Linked DNA regions of Zea mays: regions 1 and 3 are each linked to region 2. A link is a contact called in public Hi-C data. All regions are on one chromosome and are shown on one strand. The core of a region is the stretch at or near the end of the contact, and the rest is flanking DNA. Distances in the headings are between cores, read along the strand shown. Region 1 holds the start of LOC103651874. Region 2 holds the start of LOC100383665. Region 3 holds the start of LOC100283996.

Region 1 (2,769 bases), core at 174-2,673, 270 kb before region 2:
CGCCAGGCTGCTGACGCGGGCGTCGCTCCCGGGGCCGTACAAGTGCCCGTCGCCGCCGAGGCGCTGCAGGAGGGATCTATACTCTTTTTCTGTGAGGAGCTGCAAACCTTCTGATTTGCTGCCGGCTCCACAAAATTTTTTTCCCTGTACACCCCGTAGTATACTACCGCCTGCCTGCGCGGGCTGCGGCAACCGAAGTTGTTTTTACTGACATCCTGCTATATATATAATATGGTCCCTACTACACACGGTTACTTCCACGTACGCGCTCACGTCCATACGAGGACGACAGCAGCGGCCGCACTCAGCAGCAGCGGCATCGCTTGCGCCAGGCTGCTGACGCGGGCGTCGCTCCCGCGGCCGTACAAGTGCCCGTCGCCTCCGAGGCGCTGCAGCACGTCGTCGAAGTCGCCCCGGAGGCCGGAGCGGCCGCACCACCCGCGGGCGAGCACGAGGCGGACGTCGGCGGCGGAGGCGCCGTTGTAGAAGCGGAAGCCGGCCACGATGCCGTCGTCGACGCAGCGCAGCACGAGGTGCGTCTCCACCAGGCACGGCCCGCCGCAGAAGGCGTCCACCGACCCCGGCGGCACGTCCAGCGCGCCCTCGGGGCCCAGCCGGAGCGCGCCCTGGCACCCGCTGTAGATCTTGGCATCATATGGCACGCAGTGAGCAGCAAGGGCGTTCAGTACGTATGCTCGCCATATATATTGATCATGACAAGAGCGTGGGATAGCCCAAAACTACGATAAGCTAGACGCGACGAGTATGTATATATACACATATGCACACTCACGTAGCGATCGTTGAAGCAGGACAGGGCTCTCCCGACTATGCTCGCGGCGTCTGTCTTCTGGCCGTGGAACGCTGCTGCTGCTCCTCCATCTGCAATTCTGCATATGCATGAGTTCCGCACGTACGTACGTACCAGTGCAGTGATGAGCAACATGGAACCGTGACGTATGTGCGAGGACTTGAGAGCAGAGCAGGCGAAGAAACGGGGACCTGCTGAGCTGCAGCAGGCAGCTGGGAGCCGGATCAGGAAGCAGCAAATAAAGCAGGCGATGCACGCCGCTGCCAGGAACGAAAACGGCGGCCTGCTGCAAACGGATGCCATAGTCTCGATCCCGACAGTTTAAACTCTCCCTCTCGACGTCGTCGGCGCCGCCCGTATGTACGAGGAAGAACTTTAAGATCGACGAGCTATATATATATATGCAACTTTGCTAATCTTGCGTCGCGTTCGCCCGGTCGTCGACGATGCGTGAATGCACGATAGTTTCTCAAGCTCCGCGGCTCTGGTTGGGTGCTGGTTTCCTTGGTGGGCAGGGCGGCAGGCCAACCAACCTGTGACCAGAGCGCATGAGAGATACAGGCAGGTTCAGAGGAGTCCAAGACCATCTTTTATTTTACCTCTCTTTCGCCATGACGCATTTCCCTGATCGTATGGTGGTGGACTTGTGACTTTCGTATTTCCCCTTTTTCGGTCATAATCTTCAGAAGGCTGAACACCTTCGAATTGAGCCTGGTCTTTGTGAAACGAAAGTGGAGCTGGTATTACCAGCCCTGTTCTATTTGGATTTTGGAGGCATGATGGTTTTGGTTGGTCGTGAATTCACCAGAAGCTCCCGCAGAAGATCATCAAAACAGGACAACACAGTCGATTGCAAATATAGGTGCCCAAACGGGCGGCCCGGTCCGGCACGGGTCCGTTAGGCCCGACGGATAATTGGGGCGTGCCCGGCCATTCCGCGTGCCGCAGCACAGGCACGGCACGTCGGCATGTTAGTCGTGTCGGACGTCCGGTTAACCGGCCACGTTCTCCCATTAAATCAAGAAAAATAACAAAAAACTGTGTGTGAGTGGGGATGGAGACTAACAAGTAGAACTCTAGTGTATTTGTTGTAAATAGCAAATATAAAATGTAAATATATATATACTATGTTTTATAAAATAAAATATATATAATTGTGCCGCGTCGTGCAGGCCGAGGCAGCGGCCCAAGAACAACACGATTCTCGTGTTGGGCCCGGCTCGACACTATTAAACGGGTCGTGCTTCGGGCTGGCCCGTTAGGCATGACCCATTTAGCGCTCTATAATTGCAAAGATATCTTTGGAATACTCGCGAAAGATGAATGTGTACAGGGAGCTTTGAAGAGTAAACATTTAAAATCTCTTGTGCTCGCATACTGTTCAATTATTTATATGGATATGATGATGTACAACTTTATATAAAATTACATTAATAACACAATGTATATACACGGAGTCTATTAAGTTCGCGGGGTGTTTCTGTTTTTTCCTCTAAGAAACGTGTTATGCACGTCGCTTCTGTATTCCTTTGCCACTACTTTGTATCTGAGCTTAAGTAGTATCTGAGCTTGTACGAGATTCAGGTGTGTTGACTCTAGACTTCAGCGATAAGCCCTCCTTAATGACGAAGCTGTTTCTCTCTCCCTTCGTTTACCGAAGCTTTCAGTCGACGCTTGCCTTTGTTCCTGAAAAAGTCTTAGGACAACAGAATCTGATAATTCGAGGACCTTCAGGGCTGATTTGGTGATCCAAGATCCCGGGAGGATCGGAGGGGATTAAAGGGAAATTAGTTCATTTCCCCCTCGATCCCCTCCAATCCTCTCGGGATCCCTTTGTCACCAAATCAACCCTCAATGAAACCCTTTTCCTCAACACTAATTTCTGGTGGGCACATGTCAGCTATTGAAAATAAATGCTTATTTTTATCGGCTGATGCCTGGCCACAAAAAATAATAAG
Region 2 (2,754 bases), core at 63-2,562:
TCAATAATTAGAGATAGGCACGTACGCTGACTTCAACGCGATGATCCGCCTCGCTAGCTTGTTTAAGCTTGTCTGATGTATCCTTCACTAGTTGTGTTATGTGTTGCCGTGTTTTATGTCTGCGATCAACAGCAGGTGATAGTCAGTAGACACATCAAGACAATTAGAACTTGTTAGCCTATATTTGGGCATAATTGAAGTTACTACTAATTCAATTTCAAAATATAACACAAAATGAGCAAGGGGTGCATAAGAACTGATTCAGATGACCTAATGAATCCATGTAGGTCATATGGCTTGATTTGCTCAATTCAATGGCTGATGACTAAGTATCAGCTAAAGTAGGCATCATCAAGAGCTATAACGTATGGACTTAGCAAATCGATTTACGGAAGCAATCTCTAAAAAAATAATAAGAGAAAATTAAACCCCAAGCAACCACCACTGGCAACTGTAATCGAAGTATCGACCACTTGCAACAGGAATCGATGCATCCATAGCAGGGACGAAACCTAAGCCGTAATTATACAGGCGCCAGGCGGATCAAAGCCGGAGCGGACCGAGTCCGCGAAATCAAAACGGATGGGGGTTGAGGCAAGGCAATCAAAACAGATTGGAGGTGAGGTAAGGCAGGAAGGCGGGACGTACATCCTGTCGCGGAGGTCGGGGGTATCCTTGGGCGTGCCGAGCGTGTTGACGAGGCGCTGGAACGTGGCAACCGCGGTGTTGATCTGGAAGACGCCCGACGCCACGGCCTGCGACGCGCCGGCGCCGGCGCCCCCCGCCCCCGCGGGGCCCCTGCCGTTCCTCCGGCCGCCGCCGAGCGGCGCCCCCCGGACGTGCCCCGCCTCCAGGTCCTGGAAGCTCATCCTCTCCTTCCGCTGCCTCTGCCTGGCTACCGACCCGGTCGAATCGTCGCCCCCGCCGGTCGAATCGAGGCTCTGAGCAGGAGATGGGATCCGAATCGGCGTCTCGCGAGGCCGGCCGCGAGAGGGGCGAATTGGAATTGGGGGACCGGGTCTAGCCCTCCGACCTTCTCTCTATTCTCTTCTCTTGTGTTTCGTTTCGTGTGGCGTCGGATAGATTGGGGATTCCGGAATTCACTCGCGGCGCGCAGGGGAAAGGACGGGACGAAAGAAGGTCTGTCGTCGCGGGCTCGCGGCAAGCTTCCAAGCCACAATCCAGTAATCCAGGTTGGTTCGTTGCCTTGCCTTGCCCGCCGGGTCGGGCGCTGGAAGCTGGGCCGCGACCGCGACGTCGCGTACGCGGTGCTCCTGATTCTGGCTGGGTTTGAAATTGCTTCGTGGGTCACGCGCGCCGGCGGCTGTCGCATCGACTGGGTCGTCTCTTTATCGACGGCCAGTTAAAGTTAAGGTAGAGTCAGAACTAAAACTATCTCCAACTATATCTAAAAAGCCTGTTTGATTGGCTTCTCCCCCGTAGCCTAGCTGCATGAGCTAGGATTGCGGGAACCTGGCTCCAGAGATACGACCAATTTACTCGTCTCTGCAGAGTTTGGTTCAGGGTACTTTTAAGTATCGTGCGAGTCTGGTTTCACATCTACACGCAGGTAACCAAACATACACCTCGCACGTGTAGAGCCTGGTTGACAACAACCAAATATCAGCTCATTGCATCCCGCCATACAAGCACCAGCAAATACAGGCAACCAAACACATAGTAAACTTTGATTTAGCCATTTAGTATATCTTTAAAAAAAAACTACGATCCAACCGTTTTCTAAATTAATTCTGATATTTAAGCATATCCAAAACCAGTGTTTCTTCTCCTCAAACTTGCTCTCCTCTTCCGCATTCCCAACCAAAGAATTGGCGCCTAAATTTTGGTGCCTCGCACCGTTTTTCCATCAAATCGACCGTATTCCGCGCACCACACTAGACCACAACTGATTCGCGTGCCTTCCCATCACTACCACAAGCATTCTTTGGCAACAAAATTTTGGGCGAGGAACCCATCTCCTTGCTGCCCAAGCAGATCTGGCCGAGTATCCCGTCAGCTAAAAGAATCTGTTATGCCTTCTCTAAGGTAATCATTAGCCCATCTGCTCTCTCCATCCCTAGCTGTTTGGGTCTCTCTCTGAAATTCATAGATGCCCTGCTCCATGGATGCATGTGTCTAGTGTTTTTTCCATTAACTAATTTCCACGTGTTTGTATTTGTGGTCGGATGTTTCAAGTAATTTTTTCCATTAACTTGATTGGCCACGTTATGGATAGATAGATGTTGGGGGCTACTGTTGGGGGCCTTCGGCTCCCGAAGGTCCTCAAAAACACAGTTTGACAATGTTTTCCAAGTGTAAAATGTGAACAGACACCTTCGGAACAGGCACCTTCGGAGTCAGGTCGCGAATATACAAGGACATGTTTAAGACGAAGCTGGAATGAAAAGCGGTCATGACGAAGGATAAGACGGTCATGAAGCCATATGCAGAAAAGCTTCGGCATAACGGCAGAAAAGAGGAACCGACTTAAAGATAAAAAGCCAAATTGGACCTTGAAGGATTACTATAGAGTTATTGATAAATGTAAAGGGCATCAATGTAATTTTACACGGGCTGCGTCCCGTGCCTATAAATAGGTGAACAGTACTCTCGTACTGTTCACGCTGACTGGGCACACGTCTTTTTGCATCACGACTTGTACCTTTGCCTTACATCAGTCTGAAGGTACATTTGTAATTCGTTTTCATGAATTTAATAATGGAAATGTATTGATGATAATGCTGGTATTATTAC
Region 3 (3,133 bases), core at 289-2,788, 290 kb after region 2:
ACGGGCGTCTACCAAGAGATCTGTAGGGGTTCTCGCTGTAGCAATACTGTACACCACTACTAGGGGTGGATATTGAGCTGGCTCGGCTCGACTCGTTATGTTAACGAGCTAAAGATCTAACTCGGCTCGACTCATTTGACAACTCGAGCTGGCTCATTTAGCTCGCGAGCCAGCTCGATAATACCATGTCTAGTGTCTACGAACAGATATAAAATCATGTAGCAAAAGAAAAGGAGATCTATTTAGAAAAAAGAATAGATTTTGCAACTTAATATTTCACACTCAACAAAGAACAAAATTAACTATAGTAGAGTACAAGATTAACTATTTTGGATCGGAGATTATTGTGATTTGACTAATTACTTCAACTCGTTTGGCTCGCGAGTCAGCTCGTGAGCCAGTTCGATCTGGCTCGTTAATACAAGCTCAACTCGTTACAAATTATAAACGAGTCGAGTCGAACCACTATCAAATCGAATCGAGCGAGTTAACGAGCTACGTGTTTTTCGTCCAGCCCTAACCACTACTGCTTGTTTATACAGGGATAAACACCACCTTTCCGCTCGTTTATGTTCAATAAAAAAAGATATATTTTGTCCGATGAAAAAAATACAGCATACTGCATACAAGTTCACCACGTAATCGAGATGACGTGAAAGGTAGGACAAGAACCGGAAGAAACTGTAGCTTTTATTAGTATAGTATAGTACGTACTAGCTGTAGCTGTAGCGACTAGCGAGTACGAAAAGGTAGCGAAAGGGCGAAACCCTGCTCCTCGGAGGAAGTACATCTGATATATAGGAGGAGCACAAGAGAGCAGGCCATCCAGCCCACACACGGCGGCGACCACCGACCACAGGCCGCTCTTCTCCCGTTGGTCGGACCCAAAACGACCCAGCGTCACATCTCATGGCACAGCGACCCGCACCGAGAAGACAGAAGACCTCGCTCGCGCTCTCCCAAGAACGTTCCGGGCGTCGCAGAGCGCGGCCGCACGCGCGCGTGGCTCAACACGCCGTTCGCCACACGAACCCCCAGCCCCCACCTCGTCTCACCCTGGTACGGTGCGCGTATGTCATACGAGACGAGGCGGAGCAGGGTGAAGGGAGCCGGGGCCGCTCAGGCCCGGGCGTAGGTGCGGGCGAGGTGCGCGGCGCGGAGGTCGGCGGGGTCGACGGCGGCGGCCCAGTTGGCGGGGCGGTAGTGGCCCGTGACGGGGTCGGGCACCCACGAGCCCTCGGCGGCGGCGGCGGCGGCGCGCCCGGCCTCCTTGGCCTCGCCCGCGGCCGCGCCCTCCGCCGCGCGCCTCATGGCCCCGGACGCCGCCGACGCCGCGTAGGCCCTGGCCCGGGGGACCAGCGACGCGAGGGCGAAGCGGGCGGAGGTGCCGGAGAGAGACAGAGCCATCGGGCCAGCTGCTGCTGCTGCTTGGGCAGGCAAAGGATTGGCTGGTGGCGCTCCGCTCTGCTCTGGTCTCAGCCCCCCGTGCTCTGCTTTGCGGCGCGTGTGAGCCGGCCGGTGTGGTGTGGTGTGGTGGAGGATGAGAGCGGAGGAGGGGGCGGGGTTTATAAAGAAGAGCCTGGGGGCTGGGAGGGAGGCGGAGGGGGAGCTGGAGGTGGGCTGGTGCCGGTGCGATAGGCAAACGGGCCACCCGGGTTCCCCGCGCTTTTTCTCGGATCGCGACGGGCCTCGGGAACCGGGAAAGCGTCAAAAGCGGTGGCACGTGCGCGGTGGCAGGAAACGGCGCCGCGGGTTCACTGCTTGTGTTTGAGTAATCGAGACGTCGTCGTCGTCGTCATCACCCTTCGATACGGTCGCGTGGTTTGGAAAGTCTCGCTGCTGCAGATCTGTGCATCCGTTCGGCCGGCGTTGCGCGACGGGATCGTAGGGACGGACAACGCCCGATGCCGACGGGTCCGCTCGGAAGGAGCGAGCGAAATTGCCTACTCCAGCCCCCGTCCTCCTCTGCCCGTATGTTTAATTTTCTATTTGTAGAGTATGAATATAGGGGTAAAAGAAGGTGGCAGTGGAGCAGTCCTAATTCTCCACTTCGTGGCTCCTCGATGATGCATGTCGGCCGAGGGATAACGTATGCGTTCGTGGTTGGTGGGTGGGCACGAGGGGGCTACATACAAGTCGACCACTGCGCTAGGTAGGCCGAGGGAGTACTAATAGTTTGTTTTTTCACAACCAAACTACAAAAAGAAAATCCCACCGTCCGCATCGATTGTGCCGCCGTCTGCTGGCCACGAGCCACGAGCCACGTCTCAGGTCCACTGCGAACTGAGTGCGCGGCGCGACCTGACTGACCTCAATGGAGGGGGAGCGTCATTGAGTCACGTCACGCTCCAACACGCCGGCGTCGCCGATATTTCCTCCTCTGCTTCACCTTTTTCCTCCCGGACGCCGGCGCGGCGAACCTCGCGCGCCTCGGTTTTCCAAGGGAAGTTGAGGTAAAAATAATAAATGTCAGGCCAGCGTGCGGGGCGTCCAGACACGCTGGGGCCCCGCGGACCAGTCTGGTTCCGCCGAAAGGGCAAAGCTCCCCGTTCCCGTTGTCCCTTGGCGCGGCGGGAAGGTGCGTGCGGGCGAGGCGCCGACTGGTGGAGGCGGCCGACGGGCCGCGCAAGGCGTCAGCTGGCCAGGTCGTATCTGCCTGGGTCGGCGTCGGCTTGGACGACCGCAGACTGCGTCGTCCGCACTCCGCAGGGGGCCGCTGGACAGGAGGACGAGGTGCCTGTGGGGGTCTGCCAATACGAGTGTGGCGCGTGGCACGATGGGTGCCGGGTGCCAGCCTGGCGCCACTCACCGCACTAGGTCAAAGCCGTCACCACCGGTTTATTTTAAAATTTCAATCCAAATTTTAAAAATTTAAATATATAAATATATATAATATGAGAAAATGAGTAATCTAATACACAACGTATTTAAATTTAGTCTCATTTAACCCATTAAAAAAATAGAAAACGTTTAGACCCATTATTAAGCGCTCGTTAGGGTTTTAATATAAAAACAAAAAAACCTCTCCCCTTCCTCTCACCTTGCCCGGTAGGATACAGGATGATGACTTTATATCCGGCTGTATTCGTCCCGTTTTCACCCATATCCTAGGGAAGGTCCATAGAAGCGCGGA

Evidence for each region. Hi-C and Micro-C count contacts between places; a contact is called where the count stands out from the background.
Region 1: a contact with region 2 is called in a Hi-C map of leaf, with 5 times the contacts expected there. The contact joins the promoter of LOC103651874 here to the promoter of LOC100383665 in region 2. A contact is called at or near these places in 2 of 25 Hi-C or Micro-C datasets (leaf and tassel).
Region 3: a Hi-C map of leaf shows a contact between it and region 2, with 8 times the contacts expected there. The contact joins the promoter of LOC100283996 here to the promoter of LOC100383665 in region 2. A contact is called at or near these places in 4 of 25 Hi-C or Micro-C datasets (ear, leaf and tassel).

What each region holds. Positions count from the first base shown.
Region 1 is chr3:35,927,844-35,930,612 of Zm-B73-REFERENCE-NAM-5.0, forward strand. LOC103651874 reads right to left here and starts at 1,424. Exons shown (of 4, transcript XM_020550747.1): 1 at 1,411-1,424; 2 at 1,003-1,200; 3 at 794-890; 4 at 199-644. The coding sequence starts at 1,424. The coding sequence ends at 270.
Region 2 is chr3:36,201,204-36,203,957 of Zm-B73-REFERENCE-NAM-5.0, forward strand. It overlaps LOC100383665, which reads right to left and starts at 1,313. Exons shown (of 7, transcript NM_001366830.1): 1 at 649-1,313; 2 at 26-119. The coding sequence starts at 869.
Region 3 is chr3:36,493,973-36,497,105 of Zm-B73-REFERENCE-NAM-5.0, forward strand. It overlaps LOC100283996, which reads right to left and starts at 1,539. Exons shown (of 1, transcript NM_001156894.2): 1 at 685-1,539. The coding sequence starts at 1,407. The coding sequence ends at 1,120.